Linked DNA regions of Mus musculus: regions 1 and 3 are each linked to region 2. The links are chromatin contacts, called in public promoter capture Hi-C maps. All regions are on one chromosome and are shown on one strand. Each heading gives the region's core, a stretch centred on a gene start, on an enhancer-like site or on the middle of the called end of the contact. The rest is flanking DNA. Distances are from core to core; before and after follow the strand shown.

The links. Capture Hi-C pulls out chosen DNA fragments and counts their contacts.
Region 1: a contact with region 2 is called in a promoter capture Hi-C map of liver, with 4 times the contacts expected there. The contact joins the promoter of Scyl2 here to the promoter of Nt5dc3 in region 2. A contact is called at or near these places in 1 of 39 promoter capture datasets (pre-B cells) and 1 of 9 other capture datasets (liver).
Region 3: a contact with region 2 is called in a promoter capture Hi-C map of adipose tissue, with 4 times the contacts expected there. The contact joins the promoter of Actr6 here to the promoter of Nt5dc3 in region 2. A contact is called at or near these places in 3 of 39 promoter capture datasets (the C10 cell line, liver and pre-B cells), 2 of 484 Hi-C or Micro-C datasets (CD4 T cells and uterus) and 2 of 9 other capture datasets (adipose tissue and liver).

What each region holds. Positions count from the first base shown.
Region 1 is chr10:89,683,787-89,688,214 of GRCm38.p6, forward strand. It overlaps Scyl2 (SCY1-like 2 (S. cerevisiae)), which reads right to left and starts at 2,508. Exons shown (of 18, transcript NM_198021.3): 1 at 2,252-2,508. It overlaps 1500026H17Rik (RIKEN cDNA 1500026H17 gene), which reads left to right and starts at 2,577. Exons shown (of 3, transcript NR_130956.1): 1 at 2,577-2,733.
Region 2 is chr10:86,776,677-86,780,745 of GRCm38.p6, forward strand. It overlaps Nt5dc3 (5'-nucleotidase domain containing 3), which reads left to right and starts at 2,329. Exons shown (of 14, transcript NM_175331.3): 1 at 2,329-2,635. The coding sequence starts at 2,434. It overlaps Ttc41 (tetratricopeptide repeat domain 41), which reads left to right. Exons shown (of 16, transcript NM_001003910.2): 16 at 1-167. The coding sequence ends at 145.
Region 3 is chr10:89,730,263-89,734,293 of GRCm38.p6, forward strand. It overlaps Actr6 (ARP6 actin-related protein 6), which reads right to left and starts at 2,033. Exons shown (of 11, transcript NM_025914.3): 1 at 1,912-2,033. The coding sequence starts at 1,979.

The sequences.
Region 1 (4,428 bases), core at 1,258-3,757, 2.9 Mb after region 2:
ACAGCAGACTGGGCCTACAGAGGCATGCAGCCTCTGGAACTGAGCAGTAGCCAGATTAGCCACTCCAGCATGCAGATGGTCAATACTGGACCGCCTGGCCCCTACTGCAGAAGCTAACCTAATAGTCTTCTTCTAATATAATATATACTGATTCTGTTTTAGAGAACCTTACTAACACACCTAACAATTTCTCATCTATGAGAAGGGAGGGAGTCACCAGTACTTCCTAGTGATTGTGGTAGCGATTAAAGATGATGATCCATCTAGAATACTCAGTACATTTCTGGCGCATCTAGCCAGCGCTCAGTGAGTTCACTCAGTTAACAAACAGGCACACGGACGGTATCAGGAAGTGATGAATGTAACTATGAGAGCTGCAGTGGAGAACACTTAATAAGGAGAATCTATACTGATCAAAGACTACTGAAGTGAACTGAATGATAAGCAGGCATTAACCTGGAGCATATGAAAGAACAACATTTCCGGGCTCTTGTGGACACGTCCAGGAAGTATGACCAAGAGCCATGTGCCTGGAGGAGGAACAGAAAGATAGACAATGGATGTGGCGACCGGGAAAGAAAAGAATGCCAAAGGTACTGTAGAGATGAAGCTAGACCAACAGACAAGAGGGCCTTACAGAGACATCAAGAATTTCAGTTAGGCTCTGTGAGGCAGAGGCCTTTGTGAGTTCAAGGCCAGCCTGGTCTACAAAGAGAGTTCCAGGACAGCCAAGGCCATACAATGAAATTTTGTCTCAAAAAAAGCAAAAACAAAAACAACAAAAAAAGAATTTCAGTTACTCCAAAAGGTAAAGCCATTGTGATCAGATCTATATTATGAGATGTCCATCCCAGCACAGAGACCACAGGTGTCAAGCCCTCTAGATGCAAGAGACCAATGTGACTGCAACAAGGAGGTGGTGCTGAAGATGAAGATTCAATATTTAAAAGGCAAACATCAATAGGACCTCATAAAAGATGTCGAATGAGGAATAATAAGAACTTAACAAATTTCAACTCCTATAAAATAGGATCAAAACATGTACGAGGACCTGGTTTTGGGGAGTTTTTTTGGTTTTTTGGTTTTTTTTTTTTGAGAGGATAAATCACAAATTTCAACTATGTCAACATGATTTAATTCCCAAATATAGAATGTATTTGTATAGCAATGTCCTACTGTATGGAATTACAACACATCTGTATTACATATGTAATCGTCTCTGACAGACAAAATGAATGATCTTCACATGTGCGTAGGTATATCTGAACAGAATAAAGCTCTATGTGTTCAGTTAGGCTCCTTTCCTTTGCATAACCACAATCCCCTTCTCCTCCAACCTTTATTAAGGAGGGGAAAGCCTTCAAAGTCGAAAAAGAATCTTCCAAGCAAACACCAGAACTGCTTGGGTTTTGTAATGGCTGACTGACTTACAGCATCTTTGTTAAATTGCTTTCTCTGAACAGAGGCGCACGACTCAGAAAACTTAAATACGGCGTTTCAAAGTGTCATCACACAATCCCTGGTTTTGATGTGCAAAGAAAAACCTCTAGCTGATAATTTACAATCAAAATCACTTTAAGGAGCTGGTCTGGAGTCTCTTCAATCCTGTTGAGAAAGGGAAACACTGTGTGTCCTTAATTACTGATCACAGGTAACGCGTCCATGCGAATCCCAAGAAGTTTCTGCAAGCTTTATCTGTCTAAACCTTTTTCTGTAGCTTAAACAGGCGCACTGGAGCCCCCATGGGGATTTCTTTCTCTCAAACCTTATCTGCCCCACCCACCTCACACACACAATAACCGTCCAGTCCAGAAAGACAACTACCATCAGAGAAAGGCGTCCGAAGTGCAGGGCCTTAGCCGGTGACCCCAGCTATCGGAACCAAGTATCAGAAACGAGGGGGGCTGTCTCAGCAGTCCCGGAGCACTGTCCAATTTCCCAAAAGGATACGGAGATCTCCACGGCGGAAACCCGAGCTCCTGCGCCAGCTCTGGGGACTCTCCCAGCAGCAGAATGACCCAGGCAGCGGGGCTCCCGTCGCCCGAAGGCCTCGCCCAGAGTCACCGGCCTCTGAGATCCGCTCCCTCCCGCTTCTCGCTACCTGGATCCGGCTTCCCGGGCCACCCACCGCCAGCCCGCCCGACCCGGCCCGTCACTAGGCAACAGTAGCAGCCGGGAGGCCCGGGGAGACCCGTAGCCCGCAAGCTGGCCGCAGACCCAGGTCGCCCGGTGCCCGAGACAGGTCACTCACCTCGCAGCCGGCTACCTGGAGGGGCGGTGCTGGGGCCGGTCCCCCGCCGGCTCCCTCAATGCCTCCGGGCTGTGACTGCTCGGGCCGCGCTCCTGGCCGCCACCGAACGCTTACTCCATCTCCTCCGTCACCCCCGAGTCCGCAGAACCCCGAGATCGAGGAGTAAAGGGGGAAGGGAGGGAAGGGACTAGGGAAGAAGAGCACGGTAGGGGGAAGAGCACCGAAAGACCTGCCCGCTCCTGCATGACGTCACTTCCGGGCGGTTCGGAAGGGTAAGGCTTGGCTTCCCTCCGCCCTCCCCGAGGCGGAGTGAGGCGGGGCTCCCGGGGCGGGGGTGGAGCCAGCCCGGGCCTCTGCTGACAGCCGTACCTGTGACTCTGATCACTAGTCTTCGCGGGCAAGACCAGCTTTCCGGGGCCCCAGGCTAGGAAGCCCGAGTTTCTGGAACCATAGAAGGGGATTCTCCAAGATAATGAGGACAGGTAACCAAATGTATATTGGAGATGACTGACAGTGACTTGATGGCTGGACACTGCAGCTCTGGTTGTGAGGCCCCTCCCCTTTTCTGTTTCCCAGGCCACCTGCCCTTGCTGGTCTAGTGACTGATTACATAGGACTCAGCTTTCTCTGACTTTCTGCTAAGTGACCTTAGAACCTAGAAAAGCCGTGCTTCTCACACAGGGCCGTGTTAAAGTGCAGATTCTGCTGCACAAGTAGGATCGGATGCTCTGCGTTTCTAAGACATTCTCAGATAACCCCGGTGCCACAGTTCCACAATTAGAGCAACAAAGATTATTTATCTTACGTGCTTAATGAAAGAAGTAAATTGTTCTGAAAAATATACCTAGGTGAAACTGGGCACAGCCTCTGTCTCCCTGCTATCCATCCAAGTAACCCGTACATAGTAGTAGGACTACTACCACCCTAACTAACCCTAACCCTGCCTCTCCTGTCTCTGCTCTGTCCCTGGTTCAGGTTAAAATGTCTTAAGATGGGTAATAGGGTAGATTCTATTACAAGAAGAATTGGAGGAGGGGGAGGAAGAGAAGAGGGAAGAGGATTATGGGGTGTGTGTGTATGTGTGTGTACATGTTTGTGTGGTGTGTTTACATGTTTGTGTAGGTACAGCTGTATGTACACACGCCAGAAAAGCTCGAGGCTAGAGGTTAGCCTTAGGAGTTGTTCCTGGGGAGCTGTCCATGTTTTTGAGACAAGGTCTCTAAATAGAACCTGGTGCTTTGCCTTTCTCTTATCTCTTCAGCTGTGAAATTAGGAGCACCCACCACCAAGCCTGGCTTTTTAATGTATGTTCAGGAGATCCAACTTAGATCTGCATGCTTAGAAAGTTATCATCTCACTAGCTGAGCCTTCTCTTTCCAGCCCCAGAAGGGTGGACTTTTATTTCTGTCCTTTTGCCAAGAGCATCTTATAAGTTATGTGTTGGTAATGTTACTTCTAGTTCTTCGTGGTCAAGAAAGGAAAGGCTTAGATTCTTGTATTCTGCACACAAAACATCTAGAAATCATGTTCTCTATATTTCAACTTTTTCTTTCTTACATGCTTTAATTTCATATTTTACTGGGGTAGGAGGAACTAGTTTATCTCTACTAAACATGAGTCTCTTTTTTGGAGTGATAAAATGGCCTGGGGTTAGATGATAGCAGTGATTGTACAAGGTTGCCAACGCACCAAGAAACACTGAATTAAACATTTTGACAGAATCCTAGTGAGCAAACCTAATCCTTTGCAGACCATGTGAGAATAGCTATCACAGGATATTTGAACACACTGTGAACCTCTGAGATTGTGTTACTTGCTGAAAAGGAAAAAGAAAAAGAAAGAAAGAAAAAGAAAAAAAGAAAAACCTGTTTCTAGTTGTGGTATGGCTCAGTCCTAGCACATACCTTTAATCCAAGAGCTTTCTGTTTATTGTAAACAGGATTACATTAAGTCATCGGTAGGTCAAGAGGCAGAGCAAGCTTTAAGTGAGGTAGGCAGGAGGTGTAAGCGAACTTTCCTCTTCACATACAGCACAGGCACTTTTGCTTCCTCTGGTGAAGAAGGGCTGCGAATGCCAAGCATTTAAGTATCTCTGCTCTAAATATTAGTCTTCCTTGGAGTCTCTTCCAGTTCTTCTTCCTTCTCTACATACCTTCTTTAGGCACCCAGTATGTTCT
Region 2 (4,069 bases), core at 1,079-3,578:
GAAGTCCATATCGGAACTCGTGTCAGAAAAGTGGCTCTTCCACACTCCTCAGTACTGCTTCACTCCTCAGAAGCCAGGCTTCCCAAGAAGATCTCAGATTGAATCAAAATTGCTGAAGACCTCAGATGACCCCAATAAGGAATAAAAATAATTTTGGGCTGTTTTGTACTTTGAGTTTTTACTCATTTCTCTTGAAAGGCGTATGTGTGTGTGTGGTACAAGTGTGCACACACGTGTTTGTGTGTAGGTCAGAGGTCGATGTCAGTGTTCTCGTGCTTTCCCCCTTATTTTTTGAGATCTCACTGAAACCTGGAGCTCGGGGATTCTATTCGCCTAGTAGTCAGTGAGCACCAGGGGGCTTCCTGTCTCTCCGTTCTTTGTGCTGAGGCCATAGGAACTGGCTGTCATTTTTTTATAGCAGTGCTGGCGCGTGCTCGCAAGCTCTTAACAGACTACGCCAGGTCCCTAGCACCTATTTTGGATTCTTTCATCAGATATTTTCTTTTAACTCTGCAGGAGTGGTCACTATCCAGGTCTGGGGATTCAGTTTTCTTACTCTCTTATAACGCTGTATCTGGTTTTAGTTACAAAGGGTGGGTTTCAAGTGATCCACGTTTCTATGGTAAGTACAACAATCGTGATTCCACAGGGTCCTATAGTCTAAGAGAATATATAGAAGCACTCTTACCAATCGTAATTTAAAAAAAAATTCTATAGTATATTTTGACTTAAAAATTCACCTAAGTAAAATTGATGATTGTTATCACCAAAACTTTTTATTAGTAAAAATAAGAAAAGATAGGAAGTGAAATGTCCTCAAGTCATAAAGGAAGCTTTTAATGACCAGAGCCCATGGATTTGATAGCATATCGATTTGCACATTTTATTGTCCTCCAATTTTATCACTGATCCATAAAACATTAACCTGTAACAGTTAAGGATTACTTTCTAGCTACCGTCCTCCCTACCACCCAACAGAAGAGGGGACTCAGCTCTGTGACGATAGGCAAGCAATCTCACCTCTGTTGTGCCTCGGTTTCATTGTGTTTAAAGGAGAGACGCGGTACGTTCCTTTTAAGACAGCTGGGAAGAGTGTATGCGATAAAATATACAGCCAGCTTTCTATTAATGGTTTTCATTATCAGTCAGGGACTAGCTCCAGTGTCATCACCTTCCACAAAAACATCTGACTCTTCCAGCCCACAACTTGAGTCGCTAATGCTTGGGGTTGTCTCACACTGTGCCTTGTCTGTCCTCTCATTATTCTAGCCATTCCCACTATAACCGCCCCCCCCTACTCAGTGGTCACCATGGGATACTTTGGGAATTTCTTGGGGCCCAGTGTTTCTCAGGTAGGTCTTGAATTGGTGATAGAAAGTCCCGCAGGAGCGGCATGGAATAAGTGCAGTTAAGCAAGTGAGTGGAACAGGTACCAAGCGTGCTGCCAGCGTGGGCAGGAGACTGCTAATCATGTCCGGAGGACCTCTCTGGAGGTGGGAACCCGGCTTTCCAGAGGCCTGCACTGTTAAGGAAATTTACATTTATCGGGAGTCTTCAGGGGCAGGATCTTGCAGACGACTTTAGACCTCGAGTGTAATCTCGGCCCAGCAACTCTTTAAAGGGCAACTCTTGGATAGGCCCAAGCTCAGCCTCAGGGCAGTCTCAGAGAGGCACCTGAGATCCAGGAGATACCTGCAGAAGCCTTTGACACGGAGTGGGTCGCATTCCAGAGACTGGGATCAGAGATGGATAGTGCGTACACTCATCAGTGCAATCAGAATTGGGGCCCGCCACGGAAGGCAAGAGGAAGGTAGAGCAGAGTCTTGCTGGCAGCGATAGGGTCGGAGATGAGTCATCCTAGCCCGTGTGACTTCAACCACCCTCCGCCCCCTCCTGCCTCGCGGGTCAGGAAGTGACCGCAGCCGACCGGGCGCTGAGCCCTGGCAGCTCCGGCCACGCCCAACCCGCTTTCTCTAAGGCCTCGCCCTTGACTCCGCCTTTGACTCAACCCAGACTCCGTCCCACTCCATTTCCACAGGCCCACACCTGACCCAGCCTCTAACTGGCCTAGGCCCCCGGCTCTGTCTCCCCAGGTTCGGTCCCTGACTCTGCCTCTGACGCAATCGAGATGGTCCAACTCATTCTCTCTCTAGACCCTATTCTTTACTCAGCCGGGGCATTCCTCTTTCCAACCAGGCCCCGCCCCTGACCCAGCTCAGGCCCCACCCATCCCGCAGCTCCTAGCCTAATCCTTGACCCCGCCTCCTGCTTCCCTCTAGAACCCGCCCACCTCCCCAGCCTCGCCCCCGGCTCCGCCCCACCGTGGGTGGTTCTTGGGCCGCGCCGGCACTTGCTCAGACGTAGGAACTGCCGGCGTGCGTCCCGGAGCCTCGCGACGCTGGCCATCCGTGCCACTGGCAGCTTAGAGGCAGCATGGCCACGGTGGCAGCGGCGGCCCGCGGGGCCGGGGCGAGGGCGGCGGCAGGGCTGCGGAGTTGCGGCGGGGCCGTGGCTCGAGAACGACCGCGCTCGGGCTGCGCTCGGCGCCTGTGCTCTGCCCCGGCTGCCCCGGCTGCCGTGGACATGAAAAGCTACCTGTGGGCGCGCTACCACGAGGCGAAGAGGAGCACGGACGGTGAGTGCGTGTCCCAGCTTGCGCCGCCCACTCGAGGACCCCTCGGGTCCCCCGCACCCTGCCTCTGTCGCGCGGCCCCCGCGGGGAAGGCGACTCTAAAACTTCGCAACTCTTTTTTGGCTTTCCCCCGCCGGGGAAGCTATTTCATACCTGGGGATTGTTAAATCTGGAGTGTACATCGCAAGTGCTCTGGGCCGCTGCGAGAGTTCCAAGGGCGTCGGTAGGAAGACATTCCCCCAAACACCGTTAGGTGTCATTCACCCTGGGAATGGTAGTAGCAGCCCAGCTTGCTGCCGCGCTGTCCTAGACAGGCTCCAGCGCAGGCGACTGGGTCAGGAGGATGAGCCGGTCTCCCTTTTGCAGGGTGGAGTAGATAAAATGTGCTGTTTGAAAGGGGAGGGTGGTCTGGTTATCCACCGCCCTCTGCGAGGAGAAGAGGAATACTTGTGGTCAGGTGAACTGAGAAAGAGCTTGGCTGGGCGGTTAGGGAATCGGAGAAGGAATGGAAAGAGGAACCAGATTATAATAGTATCAGGTATTGATGTCGACTCTGAATCGCCCATAGCCTCCGGAGGAGGGGGTCATGTCCATTATGTAGACGGGAAGGGCGAGCAAGGGGCCTAAGCAAAAACTGATTTTGACTCAGGGTCGGGAATCCATTGTCCTGTGTGTTGCTTTGTGCTTCTTGCAGTCAAACGTTTGGAACCTGGAGTAAAGGGCCAGTGAAGCACAGACACTGAAGCTGTCAGAGGACACTGGGATTTGGGGAGGGGGTGGTTTGGGGAGGGTGCTACATGAGGAAGGGGGTTGGTGAGGGAACGTTTTTGTAGGATTTCCATTTGCATCTTTGGCCACATGCCTGTTCAAGTGAAACAAAACCCACCTGGAATATCTTCACAACACATTCCGAGGTGTAAGCAATGGAGACTTCTTTGAAAGAGTGGCTTATTGGTTTTGGCCAGGCAAGTGTTTTGAGATGGGTTGTGTATTCCAGGCCTTAAAGTCATGAGTCTCCTGTGTGTTCTATCCTTCCAGGCGGGCGGGAACCACCATTCCAGGCAAACGTGTGTCCTGTCAGGGCCCTGTCAGCTCTTCTCTCTTGCTTAGTTTCCTCTTTCTTTTTGGTCTTTTTGAGACAGGGTTTTAAGGTAACCTTAAACTTGAAGCAATCCTCCTGCCTCAGTCTTTCAAGTGCTGGAGTTATAGACACGAACCACTCACTACTCCTGTCTTTTGTTTTTCTTTTCTTTTGTTTTGTTTTGTTTTGGTTTTTTTTGTTTTTGTTTTTTGTTTTTTTTAAGACAGGATTTTTCTCTGTAGTCCTGGAACTCACTCTGTAGACCTGGGTGGCCTCGAACTCAGAGAGATCTCATGTCTCTCTCCTGGAATCCTGGGATTAAAGGTGTGTGCCACTATGCCAGGCTATTCTGTATT
Region 3 (4,031 bases), core at 783-3,282, 3.0 Mb after region 2:
ACAAATGATAATTCAGTTAACTCTTACTCTTAGTGGCTAGGTTTTCATTCATTCATTCATTCATTCATTTCTTAAAAGAATATAGCAAAATAAAAGACAAAGTGAAAACTATCACATTGAAGCTGGACAAGACAAAAGAGAAGGAAAAGAGCCCACAAGAAGGCACAAGAATCAGAGACCCACTCATTCACACGCTCAGGAGTCCCAGAAACACACTAAACTGGAAGCTAGAGTATAAGCACACAGGACCTGATGCAGAGCTGTGCAGGCCGTGTGCACAGGGCTTCAGTCTCTGAGGACTCATGACCTTTGCTCATGTTGATTTAGAAGGCCTGGTTATCTTGCTGTCCTCCGTCCCCTCTGGCTCTGAGGGGACGGATTTGCTGGAGACAAACCATTTAGAGCTGAATGTTCCGAGGTCTCTCACTCTCTGTGTAAAGTCTGGCTGTGGGCCTTGATTTGTCTTTAACGAGATCAGGGGGCCAGGAATGATGGGTTATGCTTACAATTCCAGCACTCAGGAGGCTGAGACAGGAGGACTCTCATGAGTTTGAGGCCAGTTTAGGATACACAATGCCCAGCTGGGCCACTGCGTAAGACCTTATCTCAATAAAGAACCACAGGGGCTTGGAGGCTATATAGTTCAGTAGCACAGCACTTTCCTAACATGTCCTAGGCCCATAATTCATTCTCCAGCACATTAAAAACAAAACAGAAAATCTGGTTCTATATGTATTTACATGCATCTGTTTATTTATGTATTTATGTGCACAGGTATTTTTCCTGCGTGTATGTCTGTGCACCGTGTGTGTGTGTGTGTGTGTATGTGAGAGAGAGAGAGAGAGGGAGAGAGAGAGAGAGAGAGAGAGAGAGAGAGAGAGGGAGAGAGAGAGAGAGAGAAAGAGAGGAGTTACAGACAGTTGTTAGCGGCCATGTAGGTGCTGGGAATTGAACGTAGGCCCTCTAGAAGAGCAGAATGAGCGGGTTAGCCATTTCTCCAGCCCCATGTACCTAGTTCTTAATGAGGAAAAAAAAAACTTATGTGGAAGCCTTATATATAAATGGCTTCCATCACCACTAAAGCTGTGAGAATCTGGTCATATGAGAATCTGGTCATATGGGCTGGGCTAAGAAGTAATGTTGTGCTTGTCCACCGTGCAAGAGTTCAACATAGCATTAAAAAAAAAAAATTCAGTCAAATGCCCACTGAGTTCTGAAGTAGTGGCCCTCAGCTGTAATCCTAGCAACCAGGAGGTGGAGGCAGGAGGATCTTAAATTCAAGGTCATCCTGGATTACACGCTGTGCTGCAAGGCAGCAGGGGGTGTAGCTCTGTGGGAAGGTACTAATTACCTACGCAAAGTCCTAGATTTCAGTTCTAGCACTGTGAAAGTCTACTATTTATTCAAACATACATTTTATAAAACACATCTTAAGATGCCACCGTAGCGTTCCTGACTTTACCAACCAGGTTATTCAACTTGGTTCCCCAATGCCTTCAAACTCCCTGGACTCTAATGAAGTGGGTTTTACTATTTGGGAGGTTGGGGGGCATTGAACCTTTTGAGGATCCGATGAAAACCTATAATCGTGTTCCCCTAAAGGCGAAACGTTGCCCACTATTTCTGAAATTTCATAAACTTTAGTCTCCTCAGTCAATCTCGAGAAGCCTATTTCCCGTTACCAAACGGAACATACATTCACTTCCGCAGCCCCGCGGCCTCAAACAAAAAATCAAAGTCAATTTCAGTTCAAAGCATCAAACCAACCAACGAACCCAGCTCGAAACTGAGCATCCCCCGACTGAGGCTGGAGGCGCGCGATGGCGTCTGTGGATCACGCAAATCGGAAAGCATAGTCTGTCAAGTTAAAAGGCGTACGTGTCCTGTCCCTCGGGAACGACGACCACTTACGAGACACTGTCATGGCTGTAACCGATTTTGGCGTTGTAAGCTCCATTATCCAGAACTAGGGTCGTCATTTCGGCACGCACCACGCTGCAGCGGAGTCGCTTTCCCACTGTTTGAATCTCCTCTGCTCAGGCTTCTTCCGGTACTCTATGGTCGATGGGGGCGTGGCCGTGGCGTAAACTTCCGGTTACCCTGACAACGGAGTACGCCAGAAGTCGAGCAGCGGAGCAGCCCTTCCTGTGCTTGTATCCAGTTTTCAAATGCATCGATTTTCGGTGGCAGCGACATTCCGTAGTAGAAACTGCTAAGTACTTTATTTCTTTTGATTTTCTTTACTGCGCACATTGGCGAGTGGAAGCTTTTTGTGAGCCCTTTGGTGGGCTGCGTGTGCGTGTATCTGATTAGAGTTGTTAAGACACTCCGAGCCTTGAAGAATTGAGTATGAAACCATACGCATCGTGGAACTGGATACGAAGTCTCTTCAGCCTCACCTTCATTTCTTGGCACTCGTCATCAGGTTATAGAATTTGGTCACAATAAATTATGTATGGGCTGTGTTGTTATCTGCGTTGTGCTTTAACTTATTTGCACATTCCCCAACGAATCCCCCTGCTTGTTCTCCGCTACTTATTTATGTATCCTATCTACAAAGGACTTCTTGACATCTGACATGTTCCTTGTCTGCTCTGACTCCTGGAATTAGATATCGTTCCTGGGTGTTTCTGTACAACGGAGAGCTTGTGTTTCATAATGTTAAGAAAAAGTTTTGGAGTTGAGCGTAATGGTACACGCCTTTAATCCCAGCACTCGGGAGACAGAGGGAGGTGGCTCTCTGGGTGTTCAAAACCAGCCTGGTTTACGTAGGACAGCCAGACATACACGATACAGAGAGTCTCTCTCAAAATGTTTTGATTGGAATGTAGACTCTGCTACAAAATAATCTCGGGTAATGAATCTGATATAAATGAATACACAGCCATGCTTAAGAGTAAGTTAGCTACACAGAGAAACCCTGTCTCAAAAAAACCAAAACCAAAACAAAAAAAAAAAAAAAAAAGAGAGAGTAAGCTGTTTCACTTTCTTTACACGTATTAACTAGTGTTTAAAACTCCAGGAGATAAAGAGATGAGAGTGTGGCCTTCTAATTTTAAACTGTGACTATGACATTAAAAACATATAAGCGGGCTGGAGAGACGGCTCAGAGGATAAGAGCACTGACTGCTCGTCCGAAGGTCCTGAGTTCAAATCCCAGCAACCACATAGTGGCTCACAATCACCTGTAATGAGATCTGATACCCTCTTCTGGTGCATCTGAAGTCAGCTACAGTGTACTTATGTATAATAATAAATAAATCTTAAAAAAAATGTTTAAACTAAGCCGGGCGGTGGTGGCGGACATCTTTAATCCCAGCACTTGGGAGGCAGAGGCAGGCAGATTTCTGAGTTCAAGGCCAGCCTGGTCTACAAGTGAGTTCCAGGACAGCCAGGGCTATACAGAGAAACCCTGTCTCAAAAAAAAAAAAAAAAAAAAAAAAAAGAAAAAAGAAAAAAAAAGAAAAAAGAAAAAAATGTTTAAGCAACTTAATGACCCTTGGGTTATCTAAATTATAAAATAAACTAATATGACTCTCACTATGTTATAGAATGGTTTAATATTAGTGTTAGAAGTCAAGCACCTACCTGTCAATAGATACTGTTATCATTTTTTTTAGTTTGCTTAATATTTATTTTGAGATAGGGTTTAACATAGCCCAGGCTGGCTTCAAATTTACTATATAGAAGGGCGCTCTTGAACTTGGGATCCTCCTGTCTCCGCCTGCAGGAGTTCTGGAATTACAGGCCTGCGCAACCTTGCCTGGATTGTCTGGTACTGAGGACAAAACCCCAGGGCTTCATGCACCTTCTGTCAACCTGCCTAACCATCAAACTCCTTCAAATCAGGCAGAGTATTCTATTGATAATCTCTACTGATATATATTAAAAAGTTAATTAGGGTCAGGCAGTACTGGTGCACACCTTTAATCCCAGCACTGGTGGGGAAGAGGATGGAGCAGCTGGATCTCTGAGTTCGAGGCCAGCCTGGTCTAAAGAGCTAGTTCCAAGACAGCCAGGGCTACACAGAG